Linked DNA regions of Mus musculus: all the other regions are linked to region 3. Evidence: chromatin contacts called from public Hi-C, HiChIP or PLAC-seq and promoter capture Hi-C data. All regions are on one chromosome and are shown on one strand. The core of a region is the stretch at or near the end of the contact, and the rest is flanking DNA. Distances in the headings are between cores, read along the strand shown. Region 1 has its middle 88 kb from the start of Gm32840. Region 2 overlaps Slc38a4 (solute carrier family 38, member 4). Region 3 holds the start of Slc38a2 (solute carrier family 38, member 2). Region 4 overlaps Gm32840 (a long non-coding RNA gene). Region 5 has its middle 12 kb from the start of Gm33149.

Region 1 (5,445 bases), core at 15-2,514, 260 kb before region 3:
ACCAAGAATGCATCACAATGATGAGCAGCCGTTTGTGAACCTCTCTGCTTGCATTCACACGGTCCCCTGCACTCCCTCATGGTCCTCGATGCTGACCGCTCGCTGCGTTCACCTGCTGAACGTCACCACCAAATGCGTCCGGTCTGCACCTTCAACATCCATTGAGAACTGTTGGGAAAGGCCGAAGGGCAAAGAGTCTGGGATCTGTGTAAGCCTACTGTGTGCTCAGCCATTTGCCTGACATCCAAATTAGATTTCAACCAGTAACATAAGCCTATTTTAGGCCAGAGTGGATTTGGAATCATGTATCGTATTTATCTACAATTGGAAACAGATAGATACTTGTTTCACTGAAGAGATGTGTTAGGTTTCAGGAAGGGAGAGAAGGAGAGAAGCTCCTGTTGTTTGTTTGTTTGTTTGTTTGTTTTGCCATTTCATTATTTCGCTATGAAATGTTTTACGAAAGTGTAATGAAACAATTGTTTGATACTTAGCACTTGACTTGTCTCTTGTCACAATTGTTTACACACACACACACACACACACACACACACACACCAGCACACACTGGCACACAGACACACTCCGTATACCATCTCTGTCTTCTCCTCTCACCCCCTCACCTCTCCTTATGTTTAGAGTTGGGAGTTTACTTCTAAGGCGCCAGTCGTTCTTATTTAGTAATGCATACTGTTAATTGCCAGTCTTCAGTTCTTATCTGAATCTCTCCAACTTTCCCAACAGTATCCTTCATAGAGTTTTTGTTTGCTTGCTTGTTTTTGTAATTCAAGATCTATTCTAGAATTCTTCTGGAACCTGGTTTTCATGTATCCTCAACTTCCTTAGTGGGAAATGAGTCTGTAGCATTTGTCTTTTATGACAATTAGAGAGTTAGAGCCCTACCTTTTTCTTTTCTTTTTTTAAGAAATGGGAAATATAAAAATGTTTGGCTGCACCTGGTAAAGTTCTAATATTGATCGACTCAACACTAAATCTTTTTATTTAATATTATGAAGTATTTTGTGCGCCTATGATCTCACATGTAGAACATAAACAGAATCAAACAAAAAGAATGTTTAGAAGCTTGTTTTATTTATCATTTTCTAAGTACAAAGGTTTTTCTAAAGAATTGGATTTACAAAGGGCTCTTCATAAGATTAAATTGATTGGTGTTTTCTCTGTTGCCTGGAGACCAAACTTATTGATCTAGGCTTCATTACTTTATAACTAATGTGAAGGGGAAGGAAACAAAGAACAGGAACGGAATAGACTATACAAGCTTGTGGAGATTAACAGGTCGGTTGTTGTCTGATATGTTCAGAGAGAACTGCACTAGGCTACGAAAACCGGAAATGTCACCTTGCCCTTTGAAATGTTTTAAAGAAGCCAAAGTAGAGTTAAAGTATTAATCCGCTTAACAAATGCCGAACAGGTGAGTGAGAGAACAAGGAAGCCTTAGGAGAGTGGGGGCAAGCCAAGGGCTCAGAACAAAAGCCCAGTATCTTCAGTGACCCATTAATGTCCCAGTCTGCATCCTTATCTTAGAGGCCATGTAACTGTGGGAGGCAATTTCTATACACAGGTGACCTTCTCTTTAGGTCTGGTGCTCTTGGAGGTAGAAAGGGCAGAGACAGGAAATGCCAACACCCCAGGAATGATGAGGGAGCTAGAGGCTGACAGCGCCAGAGTTAGGAAAGTCTGCCTGACAGAAGCTGGTAACTCAGTTGTTGTGGTTTCTTACTGATTGTAACTTAGGGAAAAACCTCATCATTGCAATGATTCATGGATTGAGTCATTTAAAAATATGTGGAAAAATGTATACAGACGGTTTGTGACAAATTTAGAAAGGTTAACAGACCACGTGTAGAGATAGATAGATAGATAGATAGATAGATAGATAGATACATACATACATACATACATACATACATACATACATAGAAAGATAGATACATAGAAAGATACATAGATAGATACATAGTTGGATAGATATATAGATACATAGAAACATAGGTAGATACATAAATACATAGTTGGATAAATAGATACATAGTTAAATACATACATAGAAACATAGAGATATATAGATATATAGTTGGATAGATATATAGTTGGATAGATAGTTAGTTAGTTAGATAGATAGATAGATAGATAGATAGATAGATAGATGATACATACATAGGTTCATAGATAGGTACATAATACATAGATAAGTAAGAGATACATTGACATAGTTCATATATTCATATACATGACAGAGGGAGTCTCTGGATACTTACAAACATATTTTTGTCCTCCTAGGGAAGAGAAAGAATAGTTGAAGACTAAAACAGGCTGTGGTAGGGTTGCCAAGCTTCAAAGAAAACAGAAGGGTTGGGCAATGCCAGTGCACTAAGATAACCTTATTAGGGCCCTTGGGAAGACTACTAGAATAAAACTACCTGAAGTGCAAAATTAAAGTGTTACTCTCCTTTGATCGTTATTGGCTCTTGTTAATGGCCAGGCATCTCAACTCTTCTTGCTTTAATTCACCCTTAACTTCTTTTTTTTCTCTCTTATACCATACTGTATGTATGTTTATACAAAACCTTATTCACATTTACCATACCATGTGACCTCAGCACACTCGTACTACTGGGTGTGTCATCCATCGGTCCCTACTGGATGCCGTCACTAAGAACACATGTTGGGCAATACCGCCCCACCTTGTCTGATGGTTTGATGGTTTGGGCTTTGCAAGTCCAAACCTAAAGAATCCAAACACTACCCATGAGATTCTTCTTCCAGAACACGGACATTTGACTAAATACGTTTGGGAAAGGGGTGGGATTCATACTGTTGTTTTAAATTAGCACTCACCGGTAAGATTGTGAACTTTTCCTAAACTGGTCTATTGACACAAATGATTTGTAAACTATTGCTATTGTTTACCAGAATTAAAAACACACAGCATTTCCATTTCTGCGCTGTATATGTACTATTAGGTAGGATGCAGAAGGAGATACACCCAAGTCAGCTCATCACAGCGCTCTGGAAAATACATGAACATGCAAACCAAGTTCAACTGCCCATTGACTAGATAGTGGATTCATAAAATGATAACAGTAAATAAAAAAATTCCGTGTAGCAATGAGAATGAACCCACTGTGTTTCATATGACAAACATACGTCTTATAACATAATGCTGAACATCAGAAGTGCCCAACAAGAAATGCACATTGAATCATTTCATTCACATAAATGCCATGGAGAGACAAGCTAGTTGATAAATATTAATCCACCGTGATATATCAAGGGCAGTGCTGGCAAGAGACCCAAGGCAGTGCCCAGGAGGAAGCACACAGGGTTTCTTGGGTATTTTACTAGATTTTCCTTTTCTTAAAAAAAAAATGCTGGGCAGTAATTTGATGGGTATTTGCCTTCGGACAGCTCAATGACCTGTAAAATTGTATAGAGTGTTTTGTGTTCTCAAAACAACATTTTAAAGACATAACGGGGCCAGTGAGATGGCTCAATGGGTACTGATGACCAAACCCAATGGCCTCATTCCATCCCCAGACTTACATCGTGGAAAGGGAAAAATCAAGTCCTGTAGATTGCCCTCTGATCCCCTGCACACACACCATGGTGCATACCTACCCACACACATAAATAAATATGGGAATATAAAAATAGGAAAGAAGCCAAGAATCAGCGTGATGTTTCTTATGCACAGAGAGGGTGTCATATAGAAATGTCCCAATATTTCAAGGTTAAAATTCAACTCTAAAGAGTCAGACTTGGAATGAAAAAGTTTCAGAGATAACTTAAGCCGGTGGTTCTCAACCTCTGTGTTTCGCAATGAAAATATTATGCCTGGGGTCACCACAACATGAGGAACTGTGTTGAAAGGTCTCAGTATTAGGAAGGTTGTAAACCACTGGCTTAGGCTTATATACTTCCGTTTATGTGTGTACAAGGGACATTTAAGGATAGTCTAAGTCAGTTTTTAAGAGATCTGTTAGTAAATGCACATTTAAAATGCTAACCATCAAGAAGGCAGAGCGACATAACTTAATTGGCAGGCTCGGTCTTAGTTGTAAGTAAAGTTATAGCATGTTTTACAATAAATGCCTTCGTAGATTAGATGCTACATAATGCTATTAAAGATGTTCTTTGTAAGTCAAACATATCTAACCAGAGGGTTTTGGTTGCGGTGGCACTGAGGAGTTGGCTCAAGCACGCAGATTTATCTGCCTCTGAGTCCCTATGATGTTTCAAAGCTCGGCAATCCTTTACTTGTAACTAAGCAAAGGTGACAGATAAAGGTGACAGATAAACGAAAAAGCCAAACAAAGGAGCGTAGAGTTGGCCTGGAGAGAGAGCTGTGCCCGTCTTTGCAAGCTCGCCCGTGGCCGTTGTTCATCAGGGCTCTACCTGCGTGGGCTAATTACGAGCACTGGTTATGACAGTCGGCGGCGCAGCAGCTGTAGCTTCCGTCTCCCACGGTGTTTCTGTGTTATCCGTGTGCTTGTGCTCCTGCACTGCCACGCCACGAGACGCCAAGCCAAGGAGAGTCCTCTCTAGCACCCAACAAATGTTAAAACTGGAATAGTCGGTCACCGAAGTCCCTGAAGGACACACCCTCATACTGTGAGCACCAGATTTAGTTGTGGATGCAGGACGGCTCAGCTTGCCTTACCAAAGATGCCAAGGAGCCTCAGGACCTCCCAATCTCAGTCCACATTCATTGACTGCTTTCTACAAACACTGAGCTGAAATATTTTTTCCCAGGGCTGCGGTTCTGGCGCCCTGTTCTTTGTCTTCCACGGATACTCGGCTTGCAGCTGCCTCAGCTCCGTTTGACCCCCGCAAGCACTTCCGGACATCTCCAGCAGGTGGCTCAGCTACGCTCGGTAACTTGTCCATTCTCAGTGATTACTAAGGCAGTCTCCTGCCTCCTACCCTATGTGCGCTTCATCAGCCAAGGGCACCCTCACCGGCACTGTCCTCTGATCGATCCGACCCTCTGGGGTTTCCAGGCTTCTCTAGAGAAAAGGAGCCTTGTCTCTTTTGAGACTATGTCTGTTAAAGTCCTATTCAGTCCAAACTGTTGGCACGCTAATGTCTCAGAGCTGAAAGCGATCTCTTTCGGGCTTTAGTCTGCCCCACCACCACACTGCACCTGTTTAGTCATCTATCCTATGGGGACTATGACTTTCCCCTTTGTCTCAATCGAGCCTCTGAAACCTCCCCTCTCCCCAGCTTTGGAACTCTGCAAGCAAAAGTTTCCTTGGTGTCACCAAACTGTCTCCTCAGTCAGTCGTACAAATGTCTCCTACAAATGCCCTGGATGGGGTGCTTGATTTTAAACCTGACATTTCAACTTGGATGGTTTGTGTGAAGTCTCAAAATGTCCATGAGCATTTCAAGGTTAGGTAGTTTGCTGGTGGCCTAGCCTATGAA
Region 2 (5,160 bases), core at 1,695-4,194, 300 kb before region 3:
CTAGGAATTAGTCCTCCAAATACTATACTAAATTGCGTTTATATATAAAATATTTATATAATACAATAGTATATAGAATATTTTATATATATATATAAATCTCCACAATATGCATTAAACATTCTGTCAGTTCTGTCAGGCATCAGGCATCTTAACAGTTAACATCATTTACTTCTTCAAGAAAGTGTAGGGAGATGATTCTAATCAAATACAAGTGTGTTATCATATTTGCACACTGGTCAAGGTCTCTCGCACCCTAGTCACAAGGAGTCAATACAAATAGGCATTTTTAACAAATGCCTACAGCCGTCTTTTGAGTTCTGTCAACAAGTGGGTACTGCAAGACATGCAAAGCTTTGGAAAACATATCAGTTATTTTAAGATGGAAAAAGAAACATACATATAGTACACACACACATTGGAATTTCAAAAATTGACTGCAAAGTTGTAAATAAATGTAGTTCTTCCTCCTCCTGGAATCTCCATTTTTAAAAAAAAAAACTGATTTGGTAATCTATTTTTTTAAAACTGATTTGGTAAGTTAAATTGAGTGCATGGCAAATTGGAAGGAAATGACTCGGGAAGAGCCGCCATTGCTCAGGAGTCTTTTCCCTCGGGTTAATATTTGACTGTTAACCAAGCACTTGCTCTTGACTTGGTATTACCTTCCCACTGGTTATACGTTAAAGTCAAAATCAATGCCACTGAATGTGTTTGCACCCTTTGTCTCATCTGGAGAGTAACAGCAGGGAAACCAACTACACGGGATTCCTCTGAATCCATGTACCAGTTGCATCTTGGTTTCATATGTATCTATGTATGTTTGGGTCTGGAATTCTGAATGGCTGTCTTCAAAGAAGGCATCAGACAGACCTTAGAGTAAAATGGCCGAGGGATCCAGTTTTAAAAAAAATCACATCGATTCATCCTTGCATGTTTGTCTAATGATTTTTGTAAGATAAACAACCTTTAAAACCTCCAAGGGCCTGAGTTTGGATCCCCAGCCCCTGTGTAAAAGCTGGGTATGGAGGCATGAGTCGGAAACTCCAGTGCCAGGACTGGGGAAACAGACCCAGCCCAGGGTCTTGCTGGCTGACAGCCCAGTCTAGCCAAAATGCAAAGCTCCAGGTCCAGTGAGAGACCCTGCCTCAAAAGTAGGACAAAAAAGTGATTGAGGAAAACATCTCAACATCAGCCTCTGGCCTCCACATCACACACACACACACACACACACACACACACATGCGCAAATGCACGTGAGCACACAGAGTTGCAGTCCTAAAAATTCCACGCTGAGTACAAAGAAGCTGCATAAGGATTAGCTGGACAGACAGACAGACAGACAGACAGATTGGAGGACAGTGGTGGTGTGGGCAGAAGCTGGTGGGGAGGGCTTGGGCTTTTCACCCCCTTAACAGGAACACGTCGTCCTGGTTTGTTCTGCTTCTTCATAGCAGATATAAATTTATTAACGATGCAAACTATCCCAAGAAGCTTCCTAGCAGCTCTTCACCCTACACTACAGCTTTCTGAGCTGTCTGAAGGCCCAGGCCGGCCTGGGCCTCTTCCTGTTACTGCTACACGCTTCTGTGAGGAGCTGGTGCTGACTCAGCAATCTCCCCCACCCCCACCCCCACCCCCACCCCCGAACTCTTCATCTTTCAGGGGACGTTGAAGACGAGCTGCTGCATGCTTACAGCAAGGTCTACACATTTGATACGGCTCTTCTCATGGTGCGCCTGGCAGTCCTGGTGGCAGTGACACTGACCGTGCCCATCGTGCTGTTCCCGGTAAGTACATGGAGTTCTGAAGAATTGGGGCAATGTTCTGACTCGGTGTGAACTTAGGTTTCTATGTGCTTGCAGTTCTGGGTCCGGGCCCATTATTATTTTCTCATAGAATGTAGGACAACTTAAGGTTGACCAGATAGATAGATAGATAGATAGATAGATAGATAGATAGATAGCAGTGTTACTGCTTTTAAAGTATGAGAAAAATACATGAATTCAAATTTATTTTTTTTATTTATTTTGTGTTTGGTTGGGTGTTTTGTTTTGTTTTGTTTTTATGTATATGAGTACACGGTAGCTGTACAGATGGTTGTGAGTTATCGTGTGATTGCTGGGAATTGAATTCAGGACCTCTGCTCGCTCCAGCCATGCTCTCTCTGGCCCAAAGATTTATTTATTATATATGTAAGAACACTGTAGCTCTCTTTAGATGTGCCAGAAGAAGGTGTCACAGTTCATTTTCTTTCTTTCTTTCTTTCTTTCTTTCTTTCTTTCTTTCTTTCTTTCTTTCTTTCTTTCTTTCTTTCTTTCTTCCTTCCTTCCTTCCTTCCTTCCTTCCTTCCTTTTTTTCTTTTCCTTCTTCCTTTTTTTTTCAAGACAGGGTTTCTCTGTGTAGCTCTGGCTGTCCTGGAACTCACTCTGTAGACCAGTCTGGCCTTGAACTTAGAAACCCTCCTGCCTCTGCCTCCCAAGTGCTGGGATTAAAGGTGTGCGGATGGTTTTGAGCCACTGTGTGGTTGCTGAGATTTGAACTCTGAGCCATCTCTCCAGCCCCATGAATTCAAATCTAAAAAACAAAACAAAAACAACAACAACAACAACAAAAAACCCCAGAGCTTGGGCTGTTATCTATAAACTAATAAAATATATAGAAGTGCTTATGACTCTGGAAATGAGAGAGCCAAAGCCATATAAACTTTAAAGATCACACTGCGTCTTGCTTTGATGGTATTTCAGTTTGTGCCTCGGTTTGTGCTGATGCCGCATCTGCAGGTCAGATTATTGACTCTGGCATCTTGATGGGTGATGGGAAGGAGACCCATTAGATAACATATTGGAAGAGATTGTTTTCTGACCTCTCCCCCAAAGTGGACACGTGCCTTCTGGCATTTGGGATCCCTGCTTCTTGGCTTAATCAGGGTATCGCTTTGTCCTGGGTTCACAGCATTGGGCTGGTGAGGGTGTGAGCCGCACCCAGGGACAAACACAGGTTTTCACCTCCCTGCCAACTCTGTCCCTTTTGTAAACATTCAGTTTACTCATCCATTTTAGCGATGTAAAAATAAGCGACTCAGTAGCCAGCCTTGCTGTGTACAAAATGTTCTGCACAGGACTCGGCATCAGCGAGCCACTTAAATAATGTGCCGTGGTCACTTTAAGTGCAGCTTGTGTGCTGAAAGTGTATTTTGGCACATTCCTTTTCCATGAGCACATGAAACCAAATCCCTGCCACTATCGTGGCTAGCACTTGACACTTAAATAACGCCTGGCCTCTAATATATCAGAGAGCATTCTGCAGGTCATATGTGGAACTTCAGCTTCAAAAGAACTCAGACTTGAGAGGGAAGTTTTGACGTACCAGAGACACCTGCATTGTTGTTTAATTATCTTGTGCAAGGGAATCTGTTACATACTTCTACTTAGCTTTACACAGAGGCCCTTAATACAGTGTTTTTGAGCCATGGTCTCCAGAGATTGATGGATGTGGCTGTGGTCATTTGTCTAGCAGATAACTGGTGAGCTAATGCTAGGCTTGATGCCAGAATGGGGAGTTCTAGCTAGCCTCGAAAGATATTACATCTTGAAAATCCAAACCTCCCTGAGAAACTCTTACCTTGTGTAAGAGCAAATGTCCCGGGCTAGATCTGATCGTCGGGAACTATAGTTGTTTGTCAGTGTGGGATGCTGTTAGGATCCAAATTGGGCATAAGAACCAACATCCAGAAAATAACTAATGCCCACCCTTTCCTGTGTAGTCTCACTTTCTGTTAGCAGTATAACATTGTGCACAACATGGTCTTTCACTGCCAATTACAGGTAAATGTTACCAGTCTCTGACAGAATAGTGGCCGCACAGAGGATGAACCGGCAGTGTTGGATATGAAAAATGGGATTTTTTTTTTTAATGAATCTTGCCTTTCCTGGAATGTATCAACTGATTTTCTGGTTTATTCATGTGCCATTAACCCCATGGGAACATGGATCTGGGCGAGCAAATCAAATGGCCGTGACAGTGACAGAGAAAGAGGAGTGGTGCCTGCCTTGTCCCAAACAATTTCTAAAAGGCCAAATTCTGATATGATTTTGACAGGGTTGTGTTGCATGTAGTTTTAAAACCATGCTACCGCCTTTGCCCCGGAGCTGCGACTGCGCTCTGGCACCTCCTGGCTTACTTTTTTCCTCCCTGCTTAGGTCTGCCAAGCCGCCAACACTGTCCTGGCTCCTCTCTATCCTCCAGGAGTCAACAGCTCCACTAGCCCACTCCTGTGACCCTTTCCCCAGGAGGGATCTTGTTACCAGCCCCACCAGAGACCTTTGAATCTGTGGATGAAAAAACACACATTCAGCTAGTCACTTTACAGCTTGCCTCTCATGGAGCAATCGCTGGGCACTGAATCTCCTGCCTGGAAAAACATGCCCTCATCAATTCATTATACCCCGTCTCTCCGCCACATCCTTGGCCACCCGCTCCTAGCGGAGGCCGCTGTCCCTAGCGTCCTCAAGACCTTACATGACTGCAGGGTCCCTTTTCCTCCAAGGCATGACAGAAAAGCTCCCTCTCTTTCCCTGCATCTGCCTTTGCCGCGTAGGACTCGGAAGTCCCACCTGTACCTTCTGCTCATCAATTGGCTCTCAGCCTTCTTTGTTGACAAAATCATGAACCAATCAGAGAACCAGACCTTCGTATCAGCACCTCCCCCTACAGAGTTGTTACGGATAGTGTTTTTATTTGCTTCTTGTAACTTGAGGGCAGGACTTCTGTGAATCAAATACAGGGTGTGGCTCTCCTGGATGCCACATGGCGATGGATCTCTTGGATGGCGATCTGTGCGTTCAGAAACATTTGATCACCAAGAAAGGTCTTTATTGGCCTTCATAGTCCCACATACAAGTAACGAAAGAGACCTAGTCTGGGTTCGAGTCTACTAGTATTTGGCATTCTTTCCCTTGCAACAGATGGTAACCAGGCTCTTTATTAGACGACAGGATAAGAGTTTGTCTGCTCCATTTTCTCTTATCCCATTTGTCATCTCAAGTTAGGTTGGGTCTGATCTTCTTAGCGCAGGTATATAGGAGCCGTTTGTGATGTCTGCTGGGCAGATGTGGAGGCCAAATTAACTGATGCTAACCTCCCCTTAGCAGCTTCACA
Region 3 (4,967 bases), core at 1,907-4,406:
AAAATCACCCCACAAAACTTTCCATCATCTATTCGGACAATGCACGTTAAAAAAAAAAAAAATCCAGAGCTACTGTGAGGCTACCTTTCTCTTAAGGAATAGGCTACCAGATTGTTTTCAGACTTCTTGGGTCCCAGCAAGAAATACATTTTACATCACAAAAACAGGTGTGGTAGCAAATTCCGAGGTCCGGGGTTCCAGCTGTCATCCAAACTCCAGGTGTTAAGGAAAGGGGGCAGGGAAAAGGAAAATGGATCCCGGGTTCCAGTCCAGCCCAGGCATGTTTTCGAAATTCTGGTTCAAAAATAGCCCCCTGCAAGTACATTTTACATCACAACCCCAAACGCAGCCTATTTAGTCGACACACAAGCTTCACAGCAAAGTGCTTAGTACTGCTAAGGGTGGGACGCTGCTTTCTCCCCCTTATATCCTACTCATTAAAGAAGAATGTTAAGCTGGTAGGTGCCCACTGAGTCTCAACCACATGATCTCTCTTTTGCAGTTTGAAAAATGCAGACACGTCAGCTTTGCCACATTTGGGGATACAGTTGTGTCTCCTGCCTTCTAGACACAGGACAACAGCAATAACCCAGTGGAGGTCTCAGTGGGAAAACTCTTGTGTTAGAATTTTTTTAAAAAGATTTATTTTTAGGTGTATTGGAGTTTTGCCTGTGTGTACGTCTGTGCACCGGGTGTGTGCTGTGGCCACGGCCACAGAAGACAGAAGACGGCTTTCGATTCACCCCCCACCCCCCAGATGGAGTTAAATATGGCAGTGTTAGAGTTCCAGTGTATAAATCGCTACACAAACCAGGCCGCTTTAGAAGGACGTGCCATTAATAGAGTAAGTGTGTCTGGGATAGAGTTGTGTCTCCCTGTTCACCAGGTTAGGGCACAGTAGTGAGCTGCCATGTTGCTGCTGAGAACTGAACCTGAGGCCTCTGGAAGAGCAGCCAGCGCTCTTACCCACTGAGTCATCTCTCCAGGCCTAGTAACGCGCATTTTCGATTCACTACTGGGAAGAATCAAAGTGGTGATAGAAAAATCACCTTTTTGCTTTGCATTGTTATTGTCACGTACTATTCAGTTTCTGACCATCCGGAAATTCAGATAAAGATTACAAGCCTCCAAATCTATTCCTCTCCCCTCCCCTCTCCCTTTCCCTCCCCTCTCCCCTCTCCCTCTCCTCTCCCTCTCCCTCCCCTCTCCCTCCCTCTCCCCTCTCCCTCTCCCTCTCCCTCTCCCTCTCCCTCTCCCTCTCCCTCTCCCTCTCCCTCTCCCTCTCCCTCTCCCTCTCCCTCTCCCTCTCCCTCTCCCTCTCCCTCCTCTCCTCTCCTCTCCCTTCCCCTCAGTCCTTCTCTCCCTCCCCACCTCTCTCCTTAACTATCCTGCAGTATGAACCATGGAAAAAGTCCAAAGGACAATAGGTCTAATTGTATTCCAAATTGCAGCCATAACCAATAACCTACAGAACTTCCTGAATACCTCTAACAGGGCAAGAGATTTACCTAGAATGAAAAAGTGGTTTAAGATCTTTTGAGTTTTATCAGTTGAAACCTGATAGAAAGGAATTTCCCAGGATTCCTGAGTCCACCACCAAGCGTTTCCTGACAGGAGTTTATCCGATGTTACTAGGGTGTGCAGTTGGGAGGGGGGCGGGGTAAGGTAATCAAGACTTTTTTAGCTACGATTATATGTCAGATTCCTAACCTCCCCTCTGAGGAGAGTTCGGTCTCCATGGGGAGACTGTCGATACAAGACTACAAACAAATTCGAACAATCTGAGGACTGTGCAAGACAGCACAGGTTTATGAAGTCCGGACACCACATGGTTTAGAAAACAGAACTGCAAAAGTAGGACTGAGGAGGGGAGCATTAATTATAGGCAAGCCGAAAAAAGGCGTTCCTGGCTCCTTAGGTCTAGAGTGACCACCGCCCTTGAGAGGGGCGAGGGGACGTGCAGCATTCATTCTAAGGCTATTGTTTAAGTATGGCTGACCGGACCAGAGGTTTAGGATGAAGAACACAGTGTGTAAAGGGGAAATAGGGTCCTGCCCTGTCAATCATGAACACTGACACGGGCTGAAGGTACCCCAAGACTTTCGTGCCACGGAAATAGGCAGTGTTGCAGATTTCCTCAGGAAAACATTGAAGGCAAAAAAGTGTGATCACACCCAACCCTTTCCTCTATGCCCAGCCCAATCTCTCCCACGTCCCCCAAAGGAAGAGAGCACCAGGTCAAACTCGTTTGTTTATTCTTTCATTCAACCAGCATTTCGCTCTCCTCGGGGGTCTTTGTTCAACCGAAAGGGAAGGGCCCTCGCCATTCCGGCAGCACCGAATATTCTCGTCTAGGGGTCCCCCTGAGCCGCCCGGCTCTGCAAGACCAAAAGCACCACCGAGGGATCTGGGCTGTAGAGAAAGCTCCAGGCCTACATTCCAACGAGGGCGCTCTCGCTGGAAGCCCGGGGAGACGCTAGCACCAGGGGTGGGGTGGTAGCAGGAGGGAAAGTGTCCACCAAGAGGGAACAGGGCGCCCCTGGGCGGCCTCGGAAGAACCCAGCCCGAGGTTCTTTTATTAAAGGTGTGTCTGGCTTGCTGGTCAAACGCAAACCCTCCCTAGTACGCTGTGGCACGTGCAACCCAAAAGTCTATGCCGACACGCAACTGCGAGCCGCCTCTCATTCACCACCAGGCTAGCACTGGAGAGTGAAAGCACATCTAGGTGGAAAGATCGAGAACACAAACCGGCCCTCTGGGCAGCGTGGCAGCGCCCGCCCAAGTTCTGCGGGAGAAAAAAAAAAAAAAAAACCCTTCACGTAAATCAAATCTTAAGTCACGGGCTGGGAATGGTTATGGGGGGGGGGGCTGGGAGGGTAGGGTACTGCACACTCGCCGGCTGCGTCCCCGAAACGCAGCGTTGGAGACCGGGCTGGGAGGGAATCTAAGGGATCCGGCTCCGTAATTACAGCAGCCGCGGGTGGCGGCCACCCACGGGGCTGCAGTGCCCCGAGCCGCGGGGAAGCGGGGTGCGGCTGGCCCCCCGATTCGGGGTGCGGGGCAACCGGGAGGGAGGCGGAGCCCAGGTGCTGTTGATACACAAAGGCGAACGCCCGCGCCCCGCCCACTGACGCGGCGCCCCGCCGCTATAACTCGCGCTCGGGAAGCTGCTCCACACCGCGCCACGCCGTCGCCCGCGCCGCTACCCCTCAATCTCCGCCGGAGGATCGTGATCGCCATTCCCCGCTCTTTTTTTTCATTTTTCTTTAATAATTAAAGAGGAAAAAAAAATCCACCTCTTCTGCCTGTTGTTGGATTACGGGGAAATTTTAAAAATTTTTTATTAAAAAAAATAAAAGAAAAGGACTCCGTCACTGTTACATTTTTTCCCTCGTTTTACAATTCTGGTGTGTGACCGAGACAGCCCACGGGAGACGCTGCCGTGAGGTGGGCCAGCTCGCAGGGAGAGCACCGAGGTGAGGCGGGGGAGGGGCGGCGGCGGGGACGCGGGCGGCGCCGGCGGCGGGAGCGGGGGCTTGCGGCCACCCGGCCACAGCCTCCCGTTAGGGGGAAGGGGGAATCGCGCACGGGCCGCTCGGCTGCTTGCAATCGGGTCTTGTGCCTCGAAAATAATCGTCCGGTCCGGGCGTGGGGCAAGGCGAACCGCGCGAGGGCTTGACAATCAATCGCCCCTCGGTATTGCATCAGTTCCTCCCGGGGTAGAGGAGGGGCGGGTGACCGGGTACCCGGGGCAGTCCCCGGCTTGCCGGAGGCTAGGCTCGGCGTGCGCCCTGTAAACAAGCCCCGGCTGGGGCAGGGGGACCGGGCTCAGCGCCGGGGCGGCTGGAGGGGCGCCTCGGCGGGCGCATCTTTGTTCTCGCGGCCCCGCCGTCGGTACTTTTCCGCCCCTCGCCGCGCCCCCGCCCCTCGCTCGCCTGGTACTTTTCCACTCGCCTGGCGGGGGATGAATCAGCCGCGCTGCGCCGCTCGGCGGCGTCACGTGGTACGGGGGGGGGGCGGGCGGGCGCGCGCCGCAGTCCTGACGCGCCGCCTTCTACCTTCGCAGGCAGCCTCGAGGGCCAGTGCGCCGCCAAGGACAAAAGGAAGCCCGCGCCGCGAGCGAGCCGCACACCGTCCGTCCCTCCCGAGCAGCATGAAGAAGACCGAAATGGGAAGGTTCAACATCTCCCCGGATGAGGACAGCAGCAGTTACAGCTCCAACAGTGACTTCAACTACTCATACCCCACCAAGCAGGCTGCTCTGAAAAGGTGGGAAAAAGAAATGTGCTTTGCAAATTAAAAAAAAAAAGCCAGCTTGCACACACGGGTGCCTCGGGGCTGGAGGGATTGCTCATCGGTTACAGGCTAACGCGCACACCCAGGAACCAGAAGGCTCACCCGAAGCCTCGGTCTCCCCTGGCTCACAGCCCCGGAGAGAGTAGCCTGCTAAATTACCCGGTTGTTACTGCATGACAGATGGTATTACCTTCGAGAACACCTAGTTCATGCATTAACTTAAGCAGAACTGAAGGGCTTTACATGATGTAAACTATAGTTTTCGTATCTTTCAGTTGGGTTACAACGGCCTTTTTAAAAAAAAAAAAAATTATGTGTTTGCAGCCATTATGCCGACGTGGATCCCGAAAACCAGAACTTTTTACTTGAATCAAATTTGGGGAAGAAGAAGTACGAAACAGACTTTGTAAGTTAACAGTACTGTTATGTGCTTGGCTTTATGGAGTCAAAGAATAGTGTTACTTTTAGATTTCAAATCTGACTTGCCCGAAGCTGGTTTTTCTCCTTTTAATTATTGTTATATGTTTGGTTATCGTTTCCCTCTGTGTAGCATCCAGGTACTACTTCCTTTGGAATGTCAGTATTTAATCTGAGCAATGCGATTGTGGGCAGTGGAATCCTTGGGCTTTCTTATGCCATGGCTAATACTGGAATTGCTCTTTTTATGTAAG
Region 4 (5,479 bases), core at 2,671-5,170, 400 kb before region 3:
ACTGGAGACTCTCGGAAATGCCAGGCTACGAGACTCACTTTCATTTCCTTCTAGAAGGTTTCTTGTCTGAGTTATACTTAAATAATATTTCTTGCATCTTAAGCCACCTGTTTTTTTTGGGGGGGGGGGTGGGATGTGCACTTGTGTGTGTATATGCCCATGCATGTGAGGGTCAGGGGTCAATCTGGAGTGCTATTCCCCAAGAGCAGTGTGCCACCTTGTATTTGTTTGGTTGTACATTGGTTTATTTTGATCTAGGACCTCTCTGGGGCCTGGACCTCATCGGGTAGGCTAGTCTGGATGCCTAGTGAGGCTCACAGATCTGCCTGTCTCGACCTCTCCAAACACTGGGACTACAAGCACGTATCCCTATGCCTTGCTTTATGCACTGGCTCTTAGGATGAAACTCGGGTCATCATGTTTGCTTGCCAAAGCACTATGTGGACCGAGCCATCTCTTTAATTTCTTCCTACTCCACAGACATGTGTGTGCACATGCGTGCGGTGCTAGTAGAGTTGGCTACTCTGTGGCTGGCATTGCAGGTGGCTGTGAACCTCTGACACTGGTGTTGAGAAACGAACTTGGGTCTTCAGGAAGAGCAGTAAGTTCTCTTTAACTCGTGATCCATCTCTGTAGCCCCATGAGTGAGGAACTCTTAAATGCCAAGCTGAAATTTGTATACATCCTTATAATGTTGCTACACAAAAACCTCCACCATTCGCCTGCTTTGCAGGCTCCATGTACAGCTAGCTGTTTTGACTTTTAACTTTTTAAAAAAGAATGTTTGGGGTGGGGGGCACATGTCACAGCTTGGTCAGTGGACACCTTTGTGGCCTCGCTTCTCTCTTACCAGCCCCTGCTTCCTTTATTCTACACTTCTAAAACTTACACAAGCATTCACCTAGATTTTTAAAAAGTCTTTCTTAGAACCTATCTGTTGCCTGTAGCTTTCCCCTACCCTGCCTTAGTTCTGGGAACAGGCCATGGTACCAGCCCCCACCCAGCTTCCCTTGACTCCACGGATAAAAGACACAGACACTCCGTTGTTTATTTTCAACTTGCCTTCTTGGCACAATTGCTGGGTGCAGCTATCTCCAGGCTGGAAAAGTGTGCTCTTGCTGATATTCTTATCTCTGCTCCTCCCACCTGCCCTAACCTTAGTCACTCAGTTAAATCTAGTCCCTGCTCAACATCCCTGACCATCTACCCATAGAAGCAGCTGTGGGTCTCACATGGCCGGTCAGCTTTTCCTCATCAGAGGCATGGTGAACTCTCCTCCCCTCTCTTGCATCTGTTCTTTTTTCTCTCTCCAGGGACCTGGAAGTTCTGCCTATTCCTTCCATGTAACAATTGGCCCATGGCTTTCTTTACTGACAGATCAATAACTAATCTTGGGAAATAGGACCTTAGTATCAGAAATGCCCCTACACCTAACAGGAACTTTTCTCTACTCAATAGTTTCTGTTCTTATTTCTCAATTATTTTTTTCTTCTGTTCATCTGCTTCCTTCTTGTTAGGCACATGTTGGACCTTGTGAACATGTCCTCCTTGTGTCTTATTATGTGTGCGTGTGTATGCATGCATGCACACGTATGTGTCCTGTTCATGTGTGAGTGCAGGTGTGCACATGCCACAGTGCCCACGTAGAGGTCAGAGGACAGTCATAGCTTTCTTGGTCTTCAATTTCCACCTTGTTTGAGACTGAGTCTCTTGTTCACCAATGCATATGCCAGAATAGCTGGCCTCTGGGCCCCTGGGGATTCCCTGCCTTCCAATACCGTATTACCATAGGAATACTGGGATTGTAGATATGAGCTCTTGCATCCAGCTTTCCTTGGTGTCTGGAGGCCTGAACTCCAGTCTTTGTCACTGAGTTGTCCTCTCAGTTCCTTGGAAGCAGAATACTCCTCCTGAGGCAAATCTCTTGGGTCAGATTCCCTGGGTTTGAATGTCAGCAGGGCTCTCATCAGCTGTATCATGTTGGCATTTCAGAAAACTATTTTTCCAAATATACATTGCTAGTTAGTTCTCTGTTGGAGGGCTCATGTTAGGATTGCACAACAGCTACAGTTGTATACACCCCAGTTAGTCAGGAGTCTGGGGTGGAGTGTAGAGGAAGCTCAGCATTTGAGGTTGCCCCAGGCAGCTTGCGGCTCCATAGTAAAAATGTATAAACGGGAATAAGTTGTATGGAACGTGCTTAGAACAGCCTGGTAATACTCTCATAATTGCCCATATTTCCTTCTCTATGGGCTCTTCATACATTGTTCTATGAGTCAATTCCTGGAATCATTTTGTCTGGTTGTCCAATTCATATTCAGCAAACTCATAATTTAATTATAATTCCCATGCAAAAATTAAATTATTACATGGGAAACTATATCCAGCAGCAAGTCTTTTCTTATTTATTGATTGCTCTGTTTTCATTGAAATTGGAAACTCTGGGTTTTTTTTTATATCAATTCTAACATTTTATTTGTTTATTTTGTATGTGTATGTATGTGGGGCATGTGCGTGGGCGTCAGAGGATAACTGGTGGGAGCTGGTTATCTTTTCCCACTATTTACATCCTAGGGATTGAACTCAGGTCATAGGGGCTTGCATGTCAGGAAGCACTTTTACTCTTTGAACCATGTTGCTGACTCCTGGTGTGTGTGTGTGTGTGTGTGTGTGTGTGTGTGTGTGTGTGTTAGTATGACTGTGCACACAGACAGGCATGTACATGGGTACACAGGCATATGAGCCTAGAACTCAGCATGGGGAGTCTTCACCTTGACTTTTTGAGAGAAGGTCTCTCACGGAGTCCTAAGCACATGCATTTGGCTGTGCAGGCTGTCCAATGGGTGTCATAGATTCGCCTGTCTCCACAAATGCTGGTATTACGAGCATAGGCTGCCATGGCTGGTTTTGTTTTTTTCCCTATAGTTTCTGGCAATCCAAATTCAGATCCGCAGGCTTGTGTGGCACGGCCTCCTCCAGACCTCATCCCCAGCCCACGGTTTTATCTTTATGGTGGCCATGAGCAATCAGGACCCTAGTTTATCTTCTTATTCTAACTCTATATTCCAGAAGACTCGGGTCCTACTGATCAAAGTAGTCAGAACTTTTGTTGTGTCCTCTGAGGCAGATGACAATAATTTTGTTCTCCTTCACGTTTTGTTTTCTGTTATCTACAGAGCTGCCAGACATGAGCTCGAGTGTCTTGGTGACTTGGATGCTTTCCAGGCGCAAGTATCATTTTTCAGACCATAAAAGGCGCCTAAGAGCTTTTGGCAACCAGGGTCGAGCTGACTCAGCCTCCTAAGGGCTAACTTTATGCTGTCGGAAGCAACGAGAAAAGAGACTGCAAGAAAGCAGAGGGACTGCGGTGGATCACGACTTTCAGGCACACTGTGCTGAGACAGAGAACTCATCTGCAGTGTGGAGAGAAAGGAACTGGTTTGTGTTCCCATGCATGCCAGGCCTGTCACGCTTGTCATTGTCCCTTCTTAAATTGCCCACTTCAGGCAGGCACTTTAACCCACATTGCCTATAGGAAGACTGAGGCTTAATACATTTAGGCAACTTCACCAAATAGAAAAATGGTGGCATTTGGAAGGTCAAACCGAAGACTACTCTATCCCGACACCCAGGTTCATCCCTATGTTTGAAGTATCTCTTTACAAGGTCAGAAGTTGGTGAGAAACTTCAGATCTCGAAAAACTATCAACAAAGAGAAAAAATTTTGAGGTTTGTCAATCTCCCATTAATGTGTTGAACACGGTATAATTTTGTGTTGAAATATATTACACTGGTTATGTATTTTACTGGCAGATTTGTGGGCAGAACAAATAAGTAGATGTCTTCTGGTTTTACATGAACTTGAGTAGCTGCAGGGACAAGCCAGGCTTGGGCTGGTCCCCTGCCAATCCTCACCCTGTCCCATAAATAGAGCAGCAGCGATGTGCTGTCTGCCTGTGGTTGGTACTAAACACACTTGTGTGCACACCCTGAGCTTACTGCTTCTCTCACTGTTGACAGCCCCATCTCACATCATAGCTAGGAATAGGAGAAGGCCAAGAAACCAAACACTGCTCTCGCATTCCCGAACCCTCACAAGAACAGAGTGGACTTCAACAGGCAACTCAACGTCAGTTATGGAGCAGGAGAGTTCCGTGTGCGAGGGAACTGCTCAAAAGATGGCTTCCGCTCTGGGCCTAGGTCAGAGACTCTTGAAAGCCAGGAACGTGGCTTTCTTGTCTGAATTCCTCCCTGGACCACGGTGTTGGGTCATTTATGAACATACAATAGGTACTGCTCAATCCCACTGACCGTCCCTTAATGCCAATCATGGGCTTTCTTCCTTGTGTGCTTTCTGATGGATCCTTTGGTTAATCAGGGCAGCCCTGCTGTGTAGGAGCTAACAGATCTGGCCATCTGAGTTTGCAGGTGAGGTCCTTGATCAAGGCTAATGACCACTCCCTCACAGAAGCTACACTTCAGCCTTCCCTTTGCCACATCCTGTTGCTAATTGAAATACACCTGGGAGGGCCCTTCTGTCTGCTGACAGAGAATACAAACATCCTGTCTCCCTCACATCCTCTCCTGTTCTCTCCCTCTGATCCACTCATCCTCAAACTTCAACATGCATGGGATGAAGCTTCATAAAGCTTTAAGTATGATGTGCCCGTTGAGAAATAGGTGGCTGGGGCCCCACCCTGAGGACACCCCTATCATTCATTTCCAGGATGGAGCTGGAGGCCTATGTTCCTTACCCTCACCTCTGTGGTGCCTAAACAAAGGGTAACATTCTTCAAAGACTTGGCTTTGCCAGCAAAGACACCCAGGGCTTTGTAAGAAAAACAGACACAAACCTAGGCGCCCTGGAATGAGGCCCTGATTTAGAGCTTCTCAATGGCTCCTAGGCTAATCAGCAGCAGCATCTTAGGACCTGATGAGCTGTGACTCTCAGGCCCCACTGAGGCTCCAGCAGGAGGCTGCTAATGGAGCCCCCAGAAGGCCCCAGTAATAAAATGCAGGAACCATTGCTTCAGGCCTATGCTCACACAACAGAGAGACACCTCCCCCCCAAACACACACACACAACAACAACAACAACAACAACTGAACCATCTTAGATCACAGCAACAATAAGAAAGAGCAGAGAAATAGCAGAGGCGGAGTCTGTGTCTACCTTACCCAGGGTGTGTAAGTTCCTAGCCCTATACAGTCTTATCACCCAGGCATCTCCGTGTCCACAGCACCAGCCAGGTCCCCACACTATACAGATCCTTCAATTTGTCCTTTACAGAGTCACCCATCTTCCCTCTCCCAGGGCCACCCTCTTCTCATCTGCACCAGCAGCACTGACTGCTAACCTGCTTTCCAGTTCTAAAAACTTTGTCATCTGGAAAACGTTGCACAGTGGGATAGGGAGATGGTGAACTCAGAGGGTAAAGTGCCCCCTGCAGCAGCATGGCGACCTAAGTGCAGATCCCCA
Region 5 (5,431 bases), core at 338-2,837, 450 kb before region 3:
CTGGAGTTGAACTTGAGGTCTTACCCATGGTGGGAAAGTGCTCCACCATTTGTGCCCCAGCCCAACCCTCTCCTGTTGTTTTAGAGCCTCTTCTAAGGCTGCCAAGACCCATCTTTCTCTCACAAAGAGAAATACACGAAAACAACAGCAAACAGAACAACAACAACAACCCCCCAAACCCCAAAACCAAACAAAGCAAGATGGAGAAAAAAAACTGTTTGAGATTTGCGCCAACTCGTGCTTTCTGAAATTTACATAAAATTTTTAATGACATGTTTTGTTCCGTTTGTTTTGTTTATTTTTGCAAAGACCTTTTCCAGGAAGGGTGGTGTAGCTTATCAGGCTTCCACTGGACTCAATCGATCCTCTATCTTATTTGTCAGGGAAGAGACTGCAGTTCCTTAGTGGCTCCATCCTTTGGTCATGTGCTTCTCTGACGAAGGCTGGCCCCACGCTGCACCAGCCAGCCCTGTTTGCGCTTGTCCCAGTATGTCTGCCTGCGTAGCTCAGAGGCAGTTCTGCTGATGTGCAGTGAGTGAAAGAAAAATGCTTTCTACAAACACAGCATTCCACAGTGAGGAGAGTATCTCCTAAAAGGCTTAAGAGCTCACTCAGCAGACAAACTACAAATGGCTAGACAGTGCGGATGCTCAGGAGCCTAAGAACCACAGACATCCCACGGATAGGACACAATCGTTCACCTCCGCTCCACACACATTAGACTGGGATTGCATGAATCCCTCCTCAGCTTATTCTAAGGGAAGGGAGGGCTGCTCTTTTAGCCCAGCAATCAGTGATAGACACGATGGATATTTAGTGTATGTTATGAGTGTCCGAAAGCGCCACTCCTAGAAAATGAAGACAAAATATTGGGGGAAAGAAGGTTTTATTTATTTCTAAATTCAACCAAGAAACAACCACCGTGCAACAGCTTTAAAGTGGTCTCAGAATGAGCTGTCAGTCCTCGTTTCTCATTAAGATGCATTTCAGGATGCCTCCTGTTGTTCTCGGGGCACTAATGAATCCATACTTAAAACCTGCGCCGGGAAGCATCTCTCACCACTTCGGAGACAATCGCTGTAAAAATGCACCATTCTGTGCCTTGCCTAAATGGAGCACGATTATTACCAAGCCGCACAGCCTTTTTATCTGTACCGACGCTGCAGGAAATCTCACTGTCTATGTGACCTGAATACCTACTACCTAGTGGAAAATTCCGGGAGTGCATGGCAGCCCAGAGCACCCAATAGCTACTTTGCTTGTCTGTTTCATCTCACCCCCTATCCCACCCACCCTCCCACATCCCAGTCATCACGCACAAGGGGATTCCTGAAAATTGTTTTCCAAATCACTGGGTCTCTTCACGGTGCTCTGTCATTTTTACCTACCAACATTAATTCTTAAACAGCATTATTCAACTGCTGTGGTTCATCGCTGAAGAATGTAAATACTGAAGTAATTATGAGACTGTATTTTCCAATGGTGCACCCCAAAATGGGTAACTGAGTGTCAAAGGCTGACGTCACAAAGTAGCCAAGTAAGACAGTCCTTAATAGGCTAAACCAGAGCTCACAATCCAGGACTGCAAGGACCTCTTGAATGTGCTGACTCAGAAGCAGTTGGCTGGCGGAATGTTCGGAGGGGAAGGGTGTGTTCCAGTTGCTCTCTCACCTCTCAGCAAGACTCATGGGACAGACCGTTGGAGGCCAGGACAGATAAGGTGCCATCTGCAGATTGTTGGATAACGTGTCCAATTAGGATCCTGTTCAGGATTCAAGGATGACTTAGAAAGTCACCCTCAAGCGCACCTGTCAAGAACCCGTAGGTGTGGGGCTGGAGGGATGGCTCAGCAGGTAAGAGCACTGGCTGCTCTTGCAGTTGACTAGGATTCTGCTCCCTGCACCCACCTGAGCCTCACACCTGCCTGTTTAACTCTAGATCCGGGAGATCTGATGCCCCCTTCTGGCTTTGGCAGGCACTGCATGCATGTAGTGCACACACAAACAGGTGGACAAAATATCCATACACATAAAGTAAAAATAAATACATCTTGGTTTTGGTTTTGGGGTTGGTTTTTTTTTTTTTGGTTTGTTTTTGTTTTTGTTTTTCGAGACAGGGTTTCTCTGTGTTCCCCTGGCTGTCCTGGAACTCACTCTGTAGACCAGGCTGGCCTCAAACTCAGAAATCCGCCTGCCTCTGCCTCCCAAGTGCTGGGATTAAAGGTGTGCGTCACCACTGCCCGGTGTTTTTGTTTTTGTTGTTTGTTTATTTTGTTTTTTTTTAATTAAAGAGCTTCTAGGCAACAAAAATCGTTGTTACCTATAAATCAACCAGGGCCTGCCTTGTTCCCTTTCTTCTTTGACTTCATTCCTACACACATGCTCATCCCCAAATCTTCCTCAACTCCTTTAAGTTTGAATAAACACTAACTTTAAGTGACAGCCCTGTCATAGTTTAAATGAAAAATGTCCCCCATAGTAGGGCACGCGCATGCTTGGTCTTCAGTGACTGACACCATTTGGGGAGATTTAGGAAGTGTGGCCTTGCTGGATGTGGTATGTCACTGGGAGTGGGCTTTGGAAGTAAAAATCTTCAGATATTTTCAGGCTGCTCTCTCTCTGCTTTGTGCTTGCCTTTTCGGATGTGAGCACTCAGACTTCTGTTCTCACCACCATGCCAGCATGGATTCTCACCCCTCTGGCGATAAAGCCAAAACAAAGGATGCATTCCACAAGCTGACAGTAGTCACAACAACAGAAAAGTAACTGATCCGGTCCCCCAATTACATCCTAAATTCTATCCATTATGAAATTTGTATTCCTAAAAATTATCTTCTTCATAGAATCATCGAACCTAACGGCTTTGAGTAGAAGTGTGTATCACCCAGAGTGTGGTCTCATTTGTGTGTAACTGTGGGTTTTGAAGCAGCTTAATGCCCAGTTATAGAAAATGAATGCAGTGGCTTTCCTTATTTACATAATTTGTCCTTGAAGAGGAGACTTGCTGGCTACATCACATAGGCTTGTGGGTGGAGGAGGGAATGCTGCTAGGGAAAAAAGATGGACAGAAGGGGTTGGGGTGGCTCAGTGAGACAGCCTGTGCCTCCCATGCAAGCTTTGAGGATCCAAGTTCAAATTCAAGAACTCTCAACTGGAAAGCTGAGCATGGTTGTGTGCGTGCAACCCTGGTGCTACTGGGGGTAGAGACAGGAGGATGGCTGGGGTTTGCTGCTGCCAGGCTAGCTCTACATTCAACGAGACCCCATCGCAGGGGAATCAGATAGAAAGTGGCCCAGAAAGGCATTTGATATCGTCCTCCTCTGGCCTTGATATACATGCATGGACGTGCACATCTGCACACATACAAACACATATGACACACACACACACACACACACACACACACACACACACACACACACCGAAGACATCTTCACTTATATATAGGTGGCGTCACGACAGGTGAAGAGACTCATGATCTAACAGCAGCTTTGATGCTAACATTTATGTCAGGTTGAAAACACACTGCAAGCCGGGCGTGGTGGCGCACGCCTTTAATCCCAGCACTCGGGAGGCAGAGGCAGGCGGATTTCTGAGTTCGAGGCCAGCCTGGTCTACAGAGTGAGTTCCAGGACAGCCAGGACTACACAGAGAAACCCTGTCTCGAAAAACCAAAAAAAAAAAAAAAAAAAAAAAAAACACACACTGCCAGACGCTGTAAAGGGTTCTTCTGCAGAGCTGTCATCTAGCCTCAAGCATCCGCTCAGCTGGTCCTGATGGGAGACCGTGTATTTAACAGTCGGACTTCTGAGTCTCCAAGAGACAATTCCACGAGTCTCCAAGATGTCCTCTGTGTACCACCTCATGCAACAGTGCATCTGACTCCCGACGGTTGGTTTTCTCAGAAGTCAAATAGGCAGCCGAATACCAGTTGAGAAGCAGATGGATATTTGATAGTCACCAACATATCCATTTTACACTGATGACAGCATATGGGACAGAGTGGTGACACCTCTTCCCTGATGTTCATGCTCAACTCCGCCTCCACACTCTTGAGGAGGGCCCTGAGGGCACCAATCTCCTACCTCATTCCTAAAATCATAGCTTTTCCTCAGCTATTCTAATGTAATCACTGATCACACAAGTTACCGTTTGGTCTTTGTCTTAGTTAGGGTTTTATTGTAGTGAAGAAGACACCATGACCAGAGCATCTCCTATAAAGGAAAACACTTCATTGGGATTGGCTTACAAGTCAGAGGTTTAGTCCATTATCATCGTGGAAGGGTGACGTGGGAAATGTTGGCTTCATGGGAGAATCGGTTGTGCCACGCGATGCTTTTCTGGAAGCTGCCTTACGAGAAGATGGTTTGCTGAAGCAGACACGTAAGAGGATGTTTTGCTGAGAACAGATACGTGGTGTTTTTCTGGAAGCTGCCTGGTGAGAGGTCATGTGATGTTTGGAAAGAGTGTAAGTATAACCAGCAGACAGTGGATGGGGCTCCGGCATTGGTTTGCCTTGCCATTCTTTGCTGATTATCAGTTGTCATGACTTCATATCGAGAAATGTACAAAGATCCCCTGATGGTATTCTGGCTGCTTCTTGCTGCTTCCACGAGTACAGACTCAGGCTGATCTGTCTGTGGAGCCTTGAGGTTTATGCTTTATTCTGGATTGAGTTGGTGCTATGGATTCATGTTCAGTGTTTGTCAAGTGGACTGGACTGCCACTGCTGATTTGTGTTGGTGTTTTGCTAGTGGACTGGTCTGCTGCTGCTGAAGATTGGAATAGCCCTAAAGAACTATGTCTAAACAACTCCACAACCCTATTTTCTATTAAACTTTCTTTTCCCCTACCTCTGGCGAGTGAAGAGAAGAGAGGTTGAAGCATGAAAGATCCATAATTAAAGTAGGTTTTAAAAACTCTAAGCCTACAGAGGGGAGCATGGCAGAGTTCAGGTAGACATTGTGCTTGAGAAGGAGCTGAGAGTCTAGATTTGTAGGCAGCAGGAAGTGAACTGGTTTGAGCTTCTGAGACCTCAAAGCCCACCCTCTAGAGACACACTTCATCTAGCAAAAGCATGCCTACTCCAACAAGGCCACACTAACTCCAACAAGGCCATACCTCCAAATAGTGCCATTCCCTGTTGGTCTATGGGGGCTATTTTCTTTCAAACCACCACAGTCCGTATGTTAGTCCAGGAAGTACAGGAAGCCAACACGGAATTAAGCTCCCAGGGGATGTATTAAAGGAAGGAAACTGGGGAGGCTGGGAGAATCATTAGACTATAACCCAAGCGTGACTCTAAAGAAAGGAGAGAGTGAGGGACAGCAAGGGGCCTTAGAGTGGAGGCAGCCCGTGGGATCTGAAAGATTGCTGGGTTCAAGGGATGATACAGCAGTTGGGATTGTTTGCTGCTCTTCTGAAGGACCCAA

What was found. Promoter capture Hi-C pulls out the DNA fragments that hold promoters and counts their contacts. Hi-C and Micro-C count contacts between places; a contact is called where the count stands out from the background. HiChIP or PLAC-seq counts read pairs in DNA pulled down with a chosen protein or histone mark.
Region 1: a contact with region 3 is called in a promoter capture Hi-C map of liver, with 5 times the contacts expected there. The contact joins the enhancer-like site here to the promoter of Slc38a2 in region 3. A contact is called at or near these places in 9 of 39 promoter capture datasets (the C10 cell line, the HPC-7 cell line, cranial neural crest and 5 more), 15 of 484 Hi-C or Micro-C datasets (the 3T3-L1 cell line, B cells, the G1E-ER4 cell line and 11 more), 14 of 115 datasets of contacts at active chromatin or transcription factors (bone marrow-derived macrophages, cardiomyocytes, craniofacial prominence and 10 more) and 3 of 9 other capture datasets (adipose tissue, liver and pancreatic islet).
Region 2: a contact with region 3 is called in an H3K27ac HiChIP or PLAC-seq map of cardiomyocytes, with 4 times the contacts expected there. The contact joins the enhancer-like site here to the promoter of Slc38a2 in region 3. A contact is called at or near these places in 2 of 39 promoter capture datasets (the 3T3-L1 cell line and 3T3-L1-derived adipocytes), 1 of 15 datasets of contacts at CTCF or cohesin (the NIH/3T3 cell line), 1 of 484 Hi-C or Micro-C datasets (nephron progenitors) and 1 of 115 datasets of contacts at active chromatin or transcription factors (cardiomyocytes).
Region 4: a Hi-C map of Sertoli cells shows a contact between it and region 3, with 2.6 times the contacts expected there. The contact joins the enhancer-like site here to the promoter of Slc38a2 in region 3. A contact is called at or near these places in 1 of 39 promoter capture datasets (cranial neural crest), 1 of 15 datasets of contacts at CTCF or cohesin (the NIH/3T3 cell line), 2 of 484 Hi-C or Micro-C datasets (Sertoli cells and nephron progenitors), 1 of 115 datasets of contacts at active chromatin or transcription factors (heart atrium) and 1 of 9 other capture datasets (adipose tissue).
Region 5: a contact with region 3 is called in an H3K4me3 HiChIP or PLAC-seq map of embryonic basal ganglia, with 4 times the contacts expected there. The contact joins the enhancer-like site here to the promoter of Slc38a2 in region 3. A contact is called at or near these places in 2 of 39 promoter capture datasets (the 3T3-L1 cell line and embryonic stem cells), 2 of 484 Hi-C or Micro-C datasets (embryonic stem cells and liver), 9 of 115 datasets of contacts at active chromatin or transcription factors (VIP interneurons, acute myeloid leukemia, craniofacial prominence and 6 more) and 1 of 9 other capture datasets (embryonic stem cells).

The regions. Positions count from the first base shown.
Region 1 is chr15:96,953,025-96,958,469 of GRCm38.p6, reverse strand. No RefSeq gene overlaps it. Among named protein-coding and RNA genes, the nearest start is that of Gm32840, 88 kb to the left of the region's middle. Within about 2 kb of position 1,264, at least 7 of the 459 cell types and tissues checked have an H3K27ac peak or open chromatin away from gene starts, as enhancers often do. A contact at or near this core is called in liver, where this site is marked.
Region 2 is chr15:97,002,450-97,007,609 of GRCm38.p6, reverse strand. Slc38a4 (solute carrier family 38, member 4) reads left to right here. Exons shown (of 16, transcript NM_027052.3): 13 at 1,666-1,790. Among named protein-coding and RNA genes, the nearest start is that of Gm32840, 39 kb to the left of the region's middle. Within about 2 kb of position 2,944, at least 70 of the 459 cell types and tissues checked have an H3K27ac peak or open chromatin away from gene starts, as enhancers often do. A contact at or near this core is called in the NIH/3T3 cell line and cardiomyocytes, where this site is marked.
Region 3 is chr15:96,697,917-96,702,883 of GRCm38.p6, reverse strand. Slc38a2 (solute carrier family 38, member 2) reads left to right here and starts at 3,156. Exons shown (of 16, transcript NM_175121.4): 1 at 3,156-3,476; 2 at 4,067-4,269; 3 at 4,621-4,702; 4 at 4,847-4,962. The coding sequence starts at 4,154.
Region 4 is chr15:97,100,837-97,106,315 of GRCm38.p6, reverse strand. The region is part of intron 3 of Gm32840 (a long non-coding RNA gene); the gene reads right to left. It overlaps Gm32733 (a long non-coding RNA gene), which reads left to right. Exons shown (of 4, transcript XR_384402.2): 4 at 3,177-3,791. Among named protein-coding and RNA genes, the nearest start is that of Gm32733, 4.2 kb to the left of the region's middle. Within about 2 kb of position 3,920, at least 58 of the 459 cell types and tissues checked have an H3K27ac peak or open chromatin away from gene starts, as enhancers often do. A contact at or near this core is called in heart atrium, where this site is marked.
Region 5 is chr15:97,147,712-97,153,142 of GRCm38.p6, reverse strand. No RefSeq gene overlaps it. Among named protein-coding and RNA genes, the nearest start is that of Gm33149, 12 kb to the left of the region's middle. Within about 2 kb of position 1,587, at least 35 of the 459 cell types and tissues checked have an H3K27ac peak or open chromatin away from gene starts, as enhancers often do. A contact at or near this core is called in VIP interneurons, embryonic basal ganglia and embryonic forebrain, where this site is marked.